2 separate regions of the Sus scrofa genome follow, and region 2 is linked to region 1. The links are chromatin contacts, called in public Hi-C maps. All regions are on one chromosome and are shown on one strand. The core of a region is the stretch at or near the end of the contact, and the rest is flanking DNA. Distances in the headings are between cores, read along the strand shown. Region 1 holds the start of GUF1 (translation factor GUF1, mitochondrial). Region 2 holds the start of GNPDA2 (glucosamine-6-phosphate isomerase 2).

What was found. A called contact is a pair of places that touch in the nucleus more often than the background predicts.
Region 2: a Hi-C map of skeletal muscle shows a contact between it and region 1, with 3 times the contacts expected there. The contact joins the promoter of GNPDA2 here to the promoter of GUF1 in region 1. A contact is called at or near these places in 1 of 5 promoter capture datasets (liver), 6 of 47 Hi-C or Micro-C datasets (alveolar macrophages, embryonic fibroblasts, heart right ventricle and 2 more) and 2 of 2 datasets of contacts at active chromatin or transcription factors (alveolar macrophages and skeletal muscle).

Annotation. Positions count from the first base shown.
Region 1 is chr8:35,166,267-35,169,085 of Sscrofa11.1, reverse strand. It overlaps GUF1 (translation factor GUF1, mitochondrial), which reads right to left and starts at 1,467. Exons shown (of 17, transcript XM_003128951.5): 1 at 1,079-1,467. The coding sequence starts at 1,243.
Region 2 is chr8:35,218,134-35,220,952 of Sscrofa11.1, reverse strand. GNPDA2 (glucosamine-6-phosphate isomerase 2) reads left to right here and starts at 1,426. Exons shown (of 7, transcript XM_003128949.5): 1 at 1,426-1,581.

The sequences.
Region 1 (2,819 bases), core at 218-2,717:
TTAGAATCGCTGAACGCCTACCTTCCTCAACCGCAAGAATACTCAGACATGAACAAGTCTGCTTTGAGGTAAAATGAAATAATGAAAAACAGAAGCTAAGGCATACTCAGCACTTATTATATCCTTGATACTGGACTAAAAGTTCTTTTTTCCCCCCTTTATTGGCCACTTTGAGGCACATGGAGTCCCCTGGCCAGGGATCATATCTCACCTTCAGTTGGTGCCAGATCCTTAAATCGACATGCCCTGATGGGAATTGAACCTATACCCCAGCGCTACAAACACCTCCAATCCTGTTTTGCCACAGTGCAACTCCTAAAAATTCTACTCCTTAAGTCATGCATAGCCATTGGAGGTTTTATTAGCATTTTTTTTTTTTTTTTTTTGGAGGGCCACACCAGAGGCATATGGAAATGTCCAGGCTCCGGCCTACACCACAGCCACAGCAAAGCCTGATTCTTAGCAGGGCCAGGGATGGAACATGCATCCTCATGGATACTAATCAGGTTGGTTTCACTGAGCCACAATGGGACCTCCACTGGCACCTCATTTAACAAATAAACAAACAGGAGTTCCCCTTTGTGGTGGTGGAAATGAATACGACTAGGAACCATGAGGTTGCGGGTTCAATCCCTGGCCTTGCTCAGTGCATTAAGGATCCTGCTTTGCTGTGAGCTGTGGTGTAGGTCGCAGACATTGCTCGGGTCCTACGTTGCTGTGGCTGTGGTGTGAGCCAGACGCTACAGCTCTGATTTGACCCCTAGCCTAGGAACCTCCATACTCCCTGGGAGTGCGGCCCTAAGAAGCAAAAAAAAAAAAAAAAAAAGTTTTTAAACTTAAATACATATTTAGCCCAAAGCATCACACAAACAGTTCTGATATTACAAAGTAGGAAAGTGAGGCCGCCACCTGCCCAAGGTCACACTGGTGAGCAGTGGAAGACTCAGGAACCCCAGAGGAGCCCGTCCCAGCACTGCCTCCTCTACAGAAGCGCAACCTGCGTCCACATTCCCAAATACAACAGGAGCACCTTCCCAAGTTTTAAAACCTGGCCAAGGAGAAACTCAGGGGGGGTCACCTGGCGGTCCGCAGAGCTGAAGGGCCTGTCCGGAGCCCTGGGCTCGGCGGCAGGGCCCAGGGCAGACGCGGGGAGAGCCCCGGGCGGCCCAAGACCCGCCGACCGGCTGGCCCACGCCGCTAGCGTCCGTCCGGGCCACCAGCCCGGCCCTGCACGAGCCCACATCGCCCCGCGCGGAGACGTCACGAGAGGGTCCCGAGAGGGGACAGCGCCATCACCCGCGGCTCAGTTTCCTCCAAATCCGTCCGGCTCCCGGCAAACGGACAAGATTCAATCGGGCTTTTAGAAGCTGAGAAGAAAACGATAGCTGGGCAGCGCCGCACAACTAGCAGCCCCGACAGGGATACTGGAGACGCAGCGCCGCTCGTCGACGACCTCACGTCGCACGTCGCCGTGACGTCAGCGTGCCTCCGCGCGAGGCTGCAGGGAAGTCACGTGAGGGAAGCTCTCGGGAGCTGTGTCGTGCTTTTAGCAAAAGGTTGAGTTTTAGCTTCTTACCAAATGGTAAAATACTTCAGTGACTTTTAAAATCCAGAAGTCCAGATGTATTCTCCATGTTGTCTGTGCTGTCACTAATATTGAGGTACATCTGAGTGGAAACAGGCGGTAAAATTTATTGCAGTAATGTATCCTAGGAAAAGTTGGGGCCAGAAGTGAGGGTAAAGAAAAGTTACATCCTGAACTCCCTTTAAGCCTTTATGGTCTACGGTTGACCACTTCGACAGTGTTTATCTTGCCGGTGGCAGAGCTCCAGCCAATTAAGGTGGAGGAGGATAACGATGAGGATCATGAGATCTGTATACCACATCCTTTGTTTCCCACTGTCTCCCAGAGGCTTTTCTGCCGCACGTAGGGTTTGGCACCGAGAAGAAAACAGCTGCGTTGAGTTCACCATTGTATTGTTGAGTGACTGTAAATAATGAACACAAGAGTAAACACAGATACCTTCTATTGATCCAACTTTATTTCCACCTAAAAGCTATGGGACATGAACAACAAAATGAGGTCATTTATGTCAAGGGATCTAAAATGGAGCCGGGAGGCTACTGGAACTTACACATGTCCACACCTGGATGCAGCATAAACTTTTGATCAGGCCATTCTTAGACCACCCATTGGCACCAATCATAGTTGTATAAAAATAACCTTCTGTGCAATGTCTAGTAAGTTGCCTTTATAAACCCCTGCCGTTTTCCATTTACCCTGGAGTCCGTTTGAGTCACTGCTCCTATGGGTGCCTTGTGAATTACAATACTTAAAACCACAAATAAACCCGTTCTCTTATTTGCAGTTTTCTGTGTTTTGTTGTTGTTGTCGACAATCATAATAATCATAGCAGAGACTATGTATTGAACATTTACAACTTTCCCCTGCCTGTTAATTGTTCCTATTCAAAATCCAGTTTAGTCTTTGTATTTTATACACAAATTTATGTATACACATACATACATACACATGTATGTTATATATGTATTTATTGATTAATAATTTAGGTATATTATGAAGCATAAGGAAAAATAAAATTAAGTTGATGAGATAAAGATACCTAAGAGGTATCTTGAGTACCTTAAGAGGTAGGTAAAAATTTTGTGTTTTATGAAGGAGGGAATGGAGGATCCATGTAGTTAGATAACTTGTAGATGAATTTATATAATTCCTAGGAGAATTTTCCTATAAAAGTTCATTATATCCATATGCTAAATGTATAATGTATATGAATTTGCTTTATTACGTTTTAAAA
Region 2 (2,819 bases), core at 177-2,676, 52 kb before region 1:
TCTCAAATTTAGATTCTCATGACTGAGAATACTTTCCCTTATTAGGATTTGCTAGGTGATGTCTGTATCCCCACAAAACTCTTGGTTTACCTGGAGCAAGGAAATATGTGTCCGCTTTCCTTGTGTTGGTGTCTGGTACTTAAACAGTAAACATTTCTCGAATGGACAAATGAATGACTCAGCACATTCATCCCTGTCCTTGTCAAAACAATTTTCCTGCTTAGTATTACATATTTTGCTTTTGATGGCAGTAATTGCTTGCTTTCATCCTGGTACAAAGAGCATGGCATATGAGTTGCAAGAGGTGAGAAACACCAGCTTGAGAGAAAAGGAAGACAGGATATGACACAATGCAGTTAAAGTAGAATTAACCATTGTTAGCACTTATAGCAAGAGCAGAACTTATTCTTCTAGTGTTAGAAACACATAAGTAGAACCGCTGAGAAAGAATATGTTACAAAAACATCCCTCTGTGGTCCAAGAATATTCCCTGCAAGGCTCTTTTTTACTTGCAGGTCTTTTTGACTACAGTAGTTGTACAATTGATTTTTGTTAGATGATAAATTATAGTACTGGGGAGGTATTAAAAACTGCCTTTGTAAGCTAACTCAAGGCTATAGTGCAGAGAAACGTTGCTGTTTGAAGTTATATATGGAAATGGAACACTGTTCTTGCCTTAAAAAATGTAAGTTGGGGGATTCATTTGACTTAGAGAAGCTGGCTGGATTTACAACTCAGGTGCAGAACTTCAGTTAAGGAATTTGGGGACATAGTGTTACACATTTATCTTAACTTTGTAGTGTACAAGGAAACGAGTTTGCCTGTCACCTCATGCAGGTAGTCAGATTATAGGTCCTATCAGAATTCTAAATGTTCCTATTGGGACTCACATGATACTTCTTTGAGTGACTGATACTTTCTTAACAACTTCCTCATTTCCCTCATGAACAAAGATTTGCAATACTCAGTTCAAAGCTGATTCTGCTTCCCTTTCCTACAACCTCAGCACAAGTTCGTATCTCATCAAAATCGCCTCTGAACCACTTCAAGGTTTCCCATGGTACACAGTTTGCCCTTCTGCAGCACGTTAAACTTGACTTTGATGAGCTTATTGATAAAAAGCGCTTAGCTGTCACTCTGCTTGCAAAGGAGACATTCAACAGCTTGGAGTAGAGAGAGAATTCATATTGCTATTATAAGCAGCAACTAAAGTAATGCTGATGTACGGGCCTTGCAGTCCTACATGCTAAATCTCATTAACCCAAAGACTCTATCGCAATTCAACCTCTGAGGGATGAAAAAAAAAAAGTGTGGAGGCAAGGGCCCAGGATCTCGAGACTCACGTTAAGGCAGGGTTTCCTGTATTGCTTAACTCACAAGGACCTTTACGCGGCTCATCCCTAGCAAGCAAGAAGCGCGCGCATGCGCAGCACCCACAGGCCGCGCCGCCGTCCCTTCTGCGCCAGGTTTACATCCGGGTCCTTGAGCTCCGCGCTCCACGCCCGGCTCTGCTGGTTCCAGAGTGGCTGGGTGTTGGTTCTTCCCCCTGTTACGGCGTCGGGAGAGTCAGTGGGTCGGCGGGTGAGTCCACCGGGATGGACCCAGAAGGGGAGTCGGCTAGGGGCCCCGCTGGGCGTCGTCCCCGTGGGAGGGCTTTATGTTGAGATGGGGACGCGGGGCGGATTAGGATCCGGGAAGTCTCAAGGCGGGGGCCGTGGTGTCCTCAGCCTTACCCCCCTCCAACTTGGCTGGGTGTGCTCTTCGAACTGGGTCTCTGGGACAGGGCTATAGCCGTCTCTCCCTTTGGCGGCCTTTTCCTGACACTTCTTAAAAATTCCTAATAGTCATCCTCATTTGTATTCGTTACGGTTTGCGGAGAGACGGGGGCCTGGCAGCCCGGCAGTGTGGGTTTGCAGCCCCCGCCTTCTGGGTAGGGACCACGGCCTTCTCTGCCGCTTCTTAGCCCTCGTCGGGATCCAGACCCCTGCCCTGCAGGCCCCCTTCCTGGTCGGGCTTCAGAGGTCTTTTCAGGTCAGCTGTGATGTGGTGTTCGGAAAAGCTCAGAGCAGGGATTCTGGAAGTCTTGATTCCAGATTCTAGTATAGATTCTAAAATAGCTGTGTTACTCAAGTCATCTAGAAGTTCCCATCCAGCTTTAGAGTTCTCAGATTCGTGTTCCATGGCTCTTTTTTCCAAGGGATCCATACCCCAAATGAATCAGCACCAGAGGAATATGAGGGCAGGGTGACGCTGTGTCATTTTCTGAGTGCTATTGGGTCGTGATATCAGAGAATGGTCGAGGGCCACAGCAGTTTGGACTTCTGAGGATTGGCAAAACCACATTTTGGCAAAAGACACATTTTAAAATTTAAACACATGTTCCAAAAACATTCTACTTTCTTCTGGGTGCAGTGATTCATTTGGGAATTTGGAAGTGAACTGTGAGCTCAGGGAAGAGTTTAAGAGGACAAAACATGCCTGTACTTGGTCTGAGAGGTTTCTTGATCCTCTGTGCAATGAACTCATCTTATATGGTGTTCTTTTCCAAATTTATCCTGATTGTAAGAATCACTTGTATTTGTAAAGGTCCAGATTCTCTGGACCCTATTTCAGAACTGTTGAAACATCATGTCCAGGGGAAGGGCCCTGGGAATCTTTTTAACAAGGATTCTAAATGGTTCTTCTTTATAAGGCATTTTTGGAGCATATATCTTTCAGTCAGATAGATCCTCCACCGCTTAATAGCTTTATACTTCAGTAATAAACTTCTGAGTTGCAGTTTTCTATATCTGAAAAATGAAGATAAGTTCTACCCCAAA